Regions from separate parts of the Mus musculus genome. Here region 2 is linked to region 1. The links are chromatin contacts, called in public promoter capture Hi-C maps. All regions are on one chromosome and are shown on one strand. The core of a region is the stretch at or near the end of the contact, and the rest is flanking DNA. Distances in the headings are between cores, read along the strand shown. Region 1 holds the start of Rad54b (RAD54 homolog B (S. cerevisiae)). Region 2 overlaps Esrp1 (epithelial splicing regulatory protein 1).

Region 1 (5,636 bases), core at 2,093-4,592:
TTCTGAAATATAAGACAGCTAAGACTGTATGTGGTGGGGAGGAAGTATGAGTTAGAAGAGACACACTACAGGAATATTAATGGAAAGCTGGGCAACTCAGAGTTCAATGTAGTGGCTAAGAGACAGATAGGGCAGTGCAAAGAGACTGAAAGCACATGTCCAAATTCAGGCCAGTAGAAATGCTGAGCTGAGCCAAGCTGGGCGTGTGGCACACACCTTTGATCCCAGCACTCTGGAGGCAGAGGCAGGTGGATTTCTGAGTTTGAGGCCAGCTTGGTCTACAGAGTGAGTTCCAGGACAGCCAGGGCTACACAGAGAAACCCTGTCTCGAAAAACCAAACCAAACCAACCAACCAACCAAACAAAAAACCCAAAAAACAACAACAAAAAACCCCCCAGCAACAACAGCAAAAAACAAAACAAAGCAAAACAAAAAAACAAAACAAAAAGAGAAATGTGGAGCTGCAGGAAGAAGGGTTAGTTTGATTTTCTATAGCACAAAGTCGGTGGTACTGTGTGATGTATTTTGAAGTGACTAGAGTCAGGCATGGGGGCTGAGGCAGGAGGATTGTAAATTCAAGGTTTGCTTGGGCAACTTAATACAACTGCTGAGTATTGGCTTTGTTAAATCAATCTTAGTTCCCTTTTATGAAGCTGGTCACTGCAGGAGGCCAGGGACAGCCTGAAGAAATCCGATGCCCTACATCCCACCTCCAGCTCTCTTCCTAGCACAGAGTTAAGCAGTTTGTACTATGATTTTGCAGCCTCCAGTTTATGTTCTTTTTGTTGTTGTTGTTTTGTTTTTGTTTTTTTTGAGACAGGGTTTCTCTGTGTAGCCCTGGCTGTCCTGGAACTCACTCTGTAGACCAGGCTGGCCTTGAACTCAGAAATCTGCCTGCCTCTGCCTCCCAAGTGCTGGGATTAAAGGCGTGCACCCCCACTGCCCGGCCAGTTTATGCTCTTACCCACGTAGGCAGTCCCAAACCAAATCGGGTGGTGTGAAACTTCACACCAGCCTCCCCACATTCCCCTCTGCACTAATTATAAAGGTCAGATCTCCTCTTCTTTGGGGGATTTTCTCTGAAAGCTTTCTTCCTGGGGGCCTCCCTTATTACATTATTCTGTCCAGGATGGCTCTCCCTTACTCTTATCCTGAGCTATCCTGAGCTATCCATTGCAATGAAGTTCTCCAGGCTTTAGGGGAAAGCTTCTGTTTTCCTTCATGTTGTTTCTGGTACATTGTACTGCGGCCTTTGTCGTGCTCCTCCACTGGGAGCCCCTCATGGCAAGGCCCTTTCTCTAATAAACATCATTTCTGAATGGCTGTTATGTGTCCGCTCCTTTGACAAACCAGCCTGCTGTATTGCTCTTCTCTTAACAGTTCTGGGCCACACTGCCTTTAAAAACCAAAGTGTAGTAGTGCATGCCTTTAATCCCAGTACTCAGGGAGGCAGAGGCAGGTGGATCTCTGTGAGTTCAAGGCCAGCCTGGTCTACATAGGGAGTTCTAGGTCAGCCTGGGCTGCACAGTGATACTTTGTCTAGGTGAGTGTGTGTGTGTGTGTGTGTGTGTGTGTGTGTGTGTGTGTGTAGTGGAAAGGGGATAGAGAACCTTATTACATTGTTTGCTTTGTACTTAAAACTGCTACTGACTGAACTTAAAAAACAAAACGCCTATATTTAAATGTTTATAAAGGGGCTAGAGAGATGGCTCAGCAGTTAAGAGCACTGGCTGCTCTTGCAGAGAACCTGGGTTTAATTGCCAGCACCCACATGGTACCTCACACCTGTCAGTGACTCCAGTTCCAGGGCTTCTGACACCCTCACACAGGCATGTATGCAGGCAAAGCAGCAGTGCACATGAGATACAAATAAGCCATAGAAAAATGTCCATATTTAATCTTTGTACCTGTAGCTTTTCAGATGAAGTGAAATGCTAACTATGAAGAAGAAACTTTAGTTCACACTCAGAAAGCTAGAAGAATTTTAGCACGAGGTTGCATAGCAGGGTGACTGCAGAGAGAGTTGTACAGTATATCTCAAAAAGCCAGAAGGAAGGGTTTCCAAAGTTTTCACCCTAAAAAAAAAATAAGAATTTAAAGCGGTAGGTGTGTTTACCTTGATTACAATACATACACAAGTAAAAGCGTCTCATGGTGCCCATTAATGCGTAGAATTTTTGTGTCTATGTCATTTTAACAAGACTATTTACTTATTTATGTGTCTGCCTGTTTGCTTTTTGAGACAGTCTTGCTATGTAGCCCAGGCTGCTCTCTTATGGTGATCCTTCTGCCTTAACCTCCTGAGTGTTGGGATTATAAGTGTGTGCCAGCATACCTGACTTCACCCCGTGGAAAGAGAGGCACCATAGTAGCAGCAAACAACAGCTTTCCACCTGCAGCGGCCGGAGGGGTCTCACCAGAGACCTCTGCTCAGATGAGGCTGTGCTTCTTAACTTTGCCAAAGAAAATAATTTCAGAAGTCAGTGGGAAGCCAAATTTGAGTTAAGAGATGTTAATGTAGATTTAAGCAAGGCTTTAATAGAAACTGCATCGCTAATTGTGTGAGTGAGTGTGTGTGAGTGTGTGCATCTTAAGAGAAAAAAATCACTAAATATCTTACAACGGTCATATACAACACTGGTGGCTTCTGAAGTTAGACTGGTCAAAGGTTTCTAAAAAACCTTGTTTTCGGAGGAAGGGTCTACTTAAGTTTTATGTCTATGGGTGTTTTGCAGGCACTTAAGTTGGTGTACTTCATGTGTGCAGTGTCCAGAGACACCAGAACAGGATGCATTTTAATTGTCAAACGTGTATAAAATCTAGTGAATGACCTTTAACCACTCTCTCTTTTCAAAGGATCTATCTCCAGAATTCTTAGAGCAGAAGGATCAGCAAGACTTTGTCTATCAAGACCTTGTCTACAATACTTTAAGATAGTGTCTTTTTTTTTTTAAGTTTAAAGGAGCTCTTCTCCTTTTCACGAGAGTCCAATAATCACGCATCTGTTTTTATACTCCTAGACCTTAAAAGGGCTTGTAAAACAGGGGCTGCAACTACTGTAGCTCAGTGTCACTTGAGTAACAGGATTTCGTGTACCTCAGTGGTGCACACACTTCTATGATCCGAATCCTAATTTATTGATTTAAGTTGTGAGGCTTATCGCCTCAGCTAGGACCTGAAGACTGAAACCAAATCGGTTCGTTTTAGATCTAGCAGTCAACCGGAACCAAACCTAGACCCACGTAAAAGGAAGTGCAAAGGTACCTGCAACGGTTGTCCAATCAGAGTCGGGGGCGGGACCAGCACTGCACGCCGTGGTGCGCATGCTCGGCGCCCGGCCCGTGGTTGGCTGTAGGAAGGCGGGAAGCTCGAGCTGGTCGGCGGCAGGCGTTGGTACCTGCTGCGGGGCGCTCGCGATTTCGGTCAGCCTGCGGGGTAGGTCTCTGCAGCGGAGGCCCGGGGAGGCGCGTGCGGGGCCTGGTGCAGGATGGCGCGGGTCCCGGGGAGCTGGGCGAGGCGGCGGGAGCGCCCTCGCTGGCTGGGCAGGGGGCAGGGGGGCGGGTCCTGCGGGCCGAGCGATCTCGGAGGCCACGGCCCCCGAGGCCGCCTGGGGCCAGAGAACATCAGGTGTCAGCCAAGAGCTTGTGGAACCATCTAGCACCTCCCCTAGGCGAATTACCCACCCACTAGTTCTCTCTCGCCCTCTCTCCGCTCCTGGTTTCAACAAACAAACAAAAACACACCATTTACATTAATTATGGAGGATTTTGTAGGTAGGTAGATTGGAGTCCCAAAGTCTAAGGGGAATTTACAGTATGAAATGGAAATCTTATTACCCAACGTGGCTGGAAGCCAAAAAGCAGAAATAGCAAGGCCTGTTGCTAGCTGTTGGAGTTTTATTTATTTTCTTGCATCCTAGAAGTTGCCACACCCTCTTCCCCATGTAGTCCAGAGGAAGGCAGAGATTCTGGCTATGATTCTATAATCCCTCTTGTCTTTCCTCTCCTGGGACCTTTGTTGTTTCTGATTTCATAGGATTTTGTGGATTAAACAGGCAACAGTAATTATAAGTAATAATATTACAGAAAGTATTTGAGTACTGTGTGTCAAGCTTTGTTCTGAATTCTTAAATTAATCTCACCGTTGCATAGTCGTATGCTTGAGTGTGATTAAGAGTGAATAAGACACAAGAGGAGACACGGATTTAAGCTAACTGCAGAATCACCTGCTGGGAAGGTCATTGGTGCACAGTTATTAAGGCAAACATGATGTGCTCCAGATATCAGCCTGGGCTGGCCGTTTTCCTTGGGAGACCTAATCTCAGCCGTAGCGTGTTACAAGCCTCAGAAATCGCAGCATTTCAATAGAGCTGCCAAGTGGCTTTACATCTAGGGCCTGTAAAAAAGGTCTCAGCAAAACTAGTTTACAAACCAGCTAGAGCCGGTCGGAGATGGAAGATCTCAAGTTCAGAGCCAGTCTAGGATCTATAGAGAGCCCTTGTCCTAGAAAACAAAACAAACTAGTAAAGATGCTAATATGTTTTGGGAAATAAACTAATTTCTGTAGTTCACCTTTTTAAAAAAAAGATTTATTTTATGTACACTGTAGCTGTCTTCAGACACACCAGAAGAGGGCATCAGATCCCATGACAGATGGTTGTGAGCCACCATGTGGTTGCTGGGAATTGAACTCAGGACCTCTGGAAGAGTAGTCAGTGCTCTTACCCGCTGAGCCATCTCTCCAGCCCCTGTAGTTTACTTTTAAATGCATCAACAAATTAGATCAACAAAGCACCAGTTTCATAATTTGCTTTAAGGTTGTGCTTGTAGTGATGGTTTGTATTTGAAGAAACCACAGAGCATGACGTCCACCCAAATCTTTTAAATGAGTTAAAATTTGCATCAGATAGTTAATGTATTTCATTTTAACATTAATGAAATTGAGAATAGCTTTCAATGCAATGGTGGATATAAAATAATGCCATATTTGAAAATTTATGGCATTTTAGATTTAACAAAATATGATATATTTAACCAGTGTAGTTTGTTATAAAGATAACATTGTCTTTGTGGGAAATTTGAAGTTTGAAAAGAACTCAGAATAAAAATCACATTTTAATCTAACATGCGGAGATAATCAGTGTTAATGTTATAGCACATATTTTGCTGGTCTTATCATGAAATTCATTTATATTTCTTAAAATTTTACTTACACGTTGTGTGTGTGTGTGTTTGTCTATGTGTGTGTGGGTATGCCTGTGCCATGATGCATGTATAAAATTAGAGGACAACTGGTGGGAGTTGGTTCTCTTCTTCCACCACATATATGGATTCCAGAGATTGAATTCAGGCTTCTTGGTCACCAGGCTTGTCTTTACCCACTGAGCCAGCCATCTTGCCAGCCCAACAATTCATTTGTTTTATTTATATAAACCTTATGTATATAGGCCCAAAGAAAAAAATTTTAAAGTTAACGATTTTACATTTGCTTGTTTTGTTTGTGTGTGAGGGTGTGTGTGTGTACTATGATGTGCCAGCAGAGGTCAGAGAACAACTTGTGGAGGTTGGGTCTTCCTTTTTGCCACACCTTAGTCCTGGAGATTAAACAGGTAATCAGACTTGGTGACAAATGCCTT
Region 2 (5,636 bases), core at 1,331-3,830, 210 kb before region 1:
CCCTGGCTACTCAGGAACTAGCTCTGTAGAACAAGGCTGGCCTTGAACTCAGAAATCCACTGACCCCTGCCTTCCTAGTGCTGGGATTAAAGGAAATCGCCACCACCGCCTGTCTGGAAAATAAGATAAAATTAAACTGGATGTGTGGTGCTTATCTTTAATCCCAGCACTTTGGAGGCAGAGGCAGGCAGGTCTCTGAGTTTAAACCTGCTCTATACAGTGAGTTGCAGGACAGTCAAGTTACTTATTAAGTCTAAAATACAAAACAAACTTATTTTATGTGTATGACTATTTTGCCTGCATGCTTGTATATACGTGAATACACATACACATGCCTGATGCCCCTCGAAGCCCGAAGAGAGCACTGAATTTCTGGAGCTGGAGTTACTGATGGGTGTGAGCTGGCCACGTGGGTTCCGGGAACTGCACCAGTGGCCTCTACAAGAGCAGGAACCACTGCTATCACACGCAGGCCAGCCATCTCTTGAGCTCCACTATTTGACTTGATCTACGTTTTTCTTTTTTGAGACAGTGTTTCACTTTGTGGCCTAGGCTGGCCTTGAACTCAGAGGTCTTCCTCCCTTTTCCTACAACACTATACCCAGCTTATTTTATAAGTCAAAGCTAACAGACCATTTCAAGGAAAATGCATCCTTAGTGCTATTCTTCATGAAAGCCCCTGCCCTGCTGCCTGCCGACAGATACAGAGATGGTGATGTCGCAGCAGGAACCATGACAGCACAAGAAAGCCCTAATCGTGTCAAGAGGATGAGCCTGGAGGTGGGTCCACCTGCACAGACACATGTGCTGGGTATAGAGAACCAGTGTCTTTCCTAGCTGCATTCTTTTGGCAAACGGACTTTAGTAATAAGGGCACTGAGGATTTTTCTTCTTCAAGCTACTGACCTGGTAACCTTGGAAGAAGTTAAGAATTTCCTTAACTCCAGTATTGTAGGCCAGGCCCTGCATTCTGACCACGGTGCCAGGCTGGGGCGGGACACTGCTAAGATTAGCAGCTGTAGGGAAGTAGCCAAGACTATTAGGCGAACCTGGGGGGCTAAAGGGAGAGAAAGCACAATGAACCAACAGGAACACACAGTGATGAATATTTACTCTAAAACACACCGCTTACGAAACTTTCTGAAAGTGATGTTTTTTACGCTTTACTGAGCTACCTTTCTTAAGACAGAAGAATGCCAGAGTTCTGTCTCACACTTCCACAGCAGCCAAAGGAGAGGTAGTGGGTTGATGCCATGCTGTTAGATGCAGGACTTTCCCCAATCTCTAAGGTTCTCAAAGGGAGAGGAAGGAAGAATTAAGCCTTTTCAAGTCACTCAGCCACTTTCAAAGCCCAGACCACTGACGGTTAGTGAACCAGTTTTCAGGAATATTAAAGCATGAAGAAGAGAAAGGGCTATAAAGGACTAATAGGAACCACAGCCAGAGATCAAAAGTGTCAAAAGTGAACTTTCCCAAGAACCAACGGCTCTATCAATGTGCAGAGGAATAATGACGCCCAAGAACAACACAGCAGAGCACACCAGGGCAACTGCCAGCACGGAGGTTAAGAGGACAACAAGCTGAACTCATCACCATTAACACCGCGAAACTGAAGAAGAAGCCTCCAGGGGTTACTGTAGCAATTTCCTCCAAGAAGCACAAGACCCATGGTGGCCTAACTCCTGTGGTACCTCTAGCAACCTCCACACCAGTCTCATTAATTAGCTTATCCGTCAGCTTTATGGATTCCCCACCCAACAAGTATTCTATGACAGCCAGATCATTACAATTTGAAATATGCACAGAACATTTTTTAACCCAGTCCTAAACTTAAGAAGGAATACTGAGCCGGGTGTGGTGGCACACGCCTTTAATCCCAGCACTTGGGAGGCAGGAGCAGGCGAATTTCTGAGTTCGAGGCCAGCCTGGTCTACAAAGAGTTCCAGGTCAGAGAAACCCTGTATTAAAAAAAAAAAAAAAAAGAAAGAAATACTGATTCCAACTTTAGATTATGAACATCTAGTCATCTTCCCAGAAATAACTGTACAATTTCAGAGTGTCCACTCTATATAATTGTAACAAATAGGTTACCAGTTGTGCCTCTAGCCCATGGACTATGTTACTTAGCCCAGAAACCTTTCATTGTTAAACAGGGATGATCAACACCTTCAGCTTCACAGCAATGGTCTTCTGAGTATGACTTAACACACTCATTAAGATTCTATGACATTAACTTATTCTCGTTATCACTTAGTAAGTAATAGAAGCCTAAAAACAGCACTGGGTACCCAGCACCAAACCCTTCAGTCTCTAACCATGTGACAAGTTTAAAACAGCTGGGGAGACCTTTCACTTTCCTGCTAACAACCTGCTTGTGCTCCCCTCCAGATCAAAAATCAAAGACTCAAGAAAGCCAAATGTTAGATCCCTGTGCCAATACATGTAAAAGCAACCCAAGTGATTCCAATGAAAAACAAAATGGAAATCACTGCTTTAAAGGCTTGTGCAACCAACACTAGAAACAGGGTGTGTGCTCAACTGAACTCAAACCAACAACTTCTGCATTTTAACAGATGTGAGAAAGAACTTAAAATTAAGTACTTTCCTATTGAAAACAATACCAGTTAGCACTTTGTCAAACTAGAAAGACCACACCAATTTCTCCTTTTTGTTTTGTTAGACAGGGTTTTTCTTCCGTGTAGCTCCGGGTGTCGTGGAACTCACTCCGTAGACCACACTGACCTCAAGTTCAGAGATCCACCAGTGTCTGCCTCCCAGGTGCTGGGATTTAAGGCACACACCACCACCACCCAGCCTTTTTGTTTTGCTTTGTTTAAGATTTATTTTATTCATCTGAGTGCTTGGCCTGCGTGTACGTCTGGTGCCTGAGGAAGCAATGAGTGCTCCCACGAGGGTGCTAGGAATCGAACCTTGGTCTTTCAAAGAATAAGTGCTCTTAACCCATGAGCAAATCCATCCCGACTTCTCAAGTTTCATGATTTCTTCATATTTAGATTAGCATTCATCAAGTATCTATACATACCAGATATCTGATGTGAGTCTAACATGCAAAGACCATGAAGCTCTCTGCACGTTTCAATAGCACCAGGCTCTTCCATGAGAGACATGGATGTCTTCTCCCTCCCCCACAGACTTATTTTCATACTTTCCTTTCACATTTCATTGCTTTTGTCTAAAGATCCTCTATAAATTAAGTATAGAGTCCTGGTTACCTTCAAACTAGATAGATAGGTAGACAGACAGACAGACAGCAGATAAGAAGCCAGTGTGGCAGCATAGCGGGTAGAAGCACTTACTGTTGAGTCTGAGACCCAAGCATGATCCCTGGAACCCACATGGAGGGAAAGAACTGTCTGTCCACTGACCTCTACTCTTTGAAACGGAACATACATATTCACACCCAGGTCAACATCCAATGAATGCAGATGGAATAAAAACTTAACTTACAGCAGAGCTACATAAACTAAAACCAAGTAGTCAATACACGAGCTGGTGAGGTGGAGCAAAGGATAAATATACTCGCTGCATCAACCTGGTGAATTCTGTCCCTGAAACCCATACAAATGTGGAGGGTGACATTTAACATTATAAAGGACAATTATATTCATTTCTTGAGGGAGCAATTATTGAAACAAAAATTAACCCAACAATGGCAACAATTCAACTCACAAAAGCACCATGAAAATTGCAACCAGCTAAAAAGCTCACCCAGTATAACCGGCATTTTTTAGTTAAGATCAAGTGTAGTAAATACCCCAGAAAGCAATCCTTTTGCCTCAACCTTGAGTGTCAGGTCTATAGGCATTAGCGTTTCAGTGTAGCTCAGTGGGAGAGTGCGTGCTTAACTTGCCTGAGAACTTCAGTGGGATACCAAAAACAACAGCAAGGCTCAAGAGGTAAGGTCTCTGCCCTACAAGTGTGAGGACCCAAGTTCAAATCACCACAACACATGTAAAAGGCCGGATGTGGGAGTGTATGCAGGTATCTCTGTGGTGGTGAGACAGGAAGAGAAGATGGAGGCTTGAAGGTCAACTAGAGTTGCCTCAAATATAAAGGTCACCTTAAAACACCCAAGATTGTCCTGAAATCCTACCAAAAAACAAACAAGCAAACAACAATAACAAAAAAAAGAAGAAGAAAAGAAAAGCCAACTTAAGTTTATGTACCTGCCAGACGGCTCAATCCCCAGAGTCCGTATAAAGGAGCACAAAGCCACCGCAGATGCCGGGACTCGGAGACCATAAAAGGGTTCAATAAAAAAAGAGCGAACTCAAATTGAGTTACTTACCTAAATATGAAACTGAAAAAAAAAATTTTTTAAATGAAGCTTTGTACCTATGGTTAAATTTGACACCAAAAAGTGAAGTTAAAAAGACAGAAATAAAAGAACTTACACACACACACACACACACACACACACACACACACACACACACTCATTTATACATACCTCAAAACAAGTAACCACACTGTGCTAACAAGATACCACAATCAGATGCTTGCCAGTAAGCAAGACAATCAGTTCAACGACCAACACCCACACAGACAGACAGACAGACGTATTAGTGCACATCTGTCATCCCAGTACAGGGGAGGCAGCGCTGCCAGGTGGGATCCTGGGGCCTCCTGGATGAATTGGCAAGCTGCATGGTCACTGAGGGCCCTTGTCTCACAATTATAAGGTGAAGGTGAGGGCGACACCCAACACCATCTCTGGCCATCATATATGTACAAAAGGACATAAGCGCATATGCACATCTACACCAACGGGTCTGGGGGAGGAGGGGTGGGAACGGGGAGAGGCAAAGACATGGAGAGAGGGAGGAGTCTGGATGTACACAAATATTTAATGCAAATCTTTATAGTTGCCTGTTATATGTTAGGCACAAAAAAGGAGTGTGTATCTATTGTACCTTACTAGAGATGCTATTACATGAAGGCTAGGTAGTAACCGAGCAGGTGAGAAACACAAGTACAAAGTTCCCAAACGACCCTTCAACTCCCAGCATAGACCATCACTTATCAGTCCTCATGTACACATAGTATCAGTCATTTAACTTCTACCCTGGAAAGAAGGAAATGGGCTAAGAAAGACCAAAGACCAAACGGTGGTGCCAGAGTAACACTACACCCAAGGTGCTTCCTTCCATGTAAGGGCAGCTGGAAAAAAGAGACTGTGCCTCAAATGTGTGACAAATCCAGGAGGTGAGGCCTGAATGACACACTGAAGAAACAGGAAACCACATCACCACAACTGTGAAGACAAGGATTAAGTGGGACATCAACACAGTTGCTCCCTCTGTGTGTGTGCACCAAGAGCACAGGGCACAGGATCCTGCCTCTTCAGACGAGGTTCTGACAGTGGGTACCGTAGGCAGAAGTTTCTAGATATGGAGGTTAATGTAGGAACTCAAAGCTGGTCAGGATGCAGACAGTGGACTGTGCAATCAGAAATGGGATGTCTAAATCACACACACACCCCCAACACCCCCCACACACACACACACCAAGGGTCGGGAACCATCACACAAGGGAAGAGTTTAAAAGCTAGAAATTGGGAAGGGGAGGACAGGAACTAACAATGCTTTCTGGCCATGACGGGGCAACTGCAGTCT

The links. Promoter capture Hi-C pulls out the DNA fragments that hold promoters and counts their contacts.
Region 2: a promoter capture Hi-C map of pre-B cells shows a contact between it and region 1. The contact joins the enhancer-like site here to the promoter of Rad54b in region 1. A contact is called at or near these places in 2 of 39 promoter capture datasets (the C10 cell line and pre-B cells), 3 of 115 datasets of contacts at active chromatin or transcription factors (bone marrow-derived macrophages, embryonic stem cells and pro-B cells) and 2 of 9 other capture datasets (liver and pancreatic islet).

What each region holds. Positions count from the first base shown.
Region 1 is chr4:11,555,578-11,561,213 of GRCm38.p6, forward strand. Rad54b (RAD54 homolog B (S. cerevisiae)) reads left to right here and starts at 3,343. Exons shown (of 15, transcript NM_001039556.3): 1 at 3,343-3,436. It overlaps LOC115489931 (predicted GPI-anchored protein 58), which reads right to left and starts at 4,242. Exons shown (of 3, transcript XM_030253962.1): 1 at 4,227-4,242; 2 at 3,266-3,715. The coding sequence starts at 4,242. Gm35693 (a long non-coding RNA gene) reads right to left here and starts at 3,249. Exons shown (of 3, transcript XR_390401.4): 1 at 3,098-3,249; 2 at 2,337-2,454; 3 at 1,875-2,076.
Region 2 is chr4:11,343,206-11,348,841 of GRCm38.p6, forward strand. Esrp1 (epithelial splicing regulatory protein 1) reads right to left here. Exons shown (of 16, transcript NM_194055.3): 14 at 907-1,057. Among named protein-coding and RNA genes, the nearest start is that of Dpy19l4, 24 kb to the left of the region's middle. Within about 2 kb of position 2,581, at least 10 of the 459 cell types and tissues checked have an H3K27ac peak or open chromatin away from gene starts, as enhancers often do. A contact at or near this core is called in pre-B cells, where this site is marked.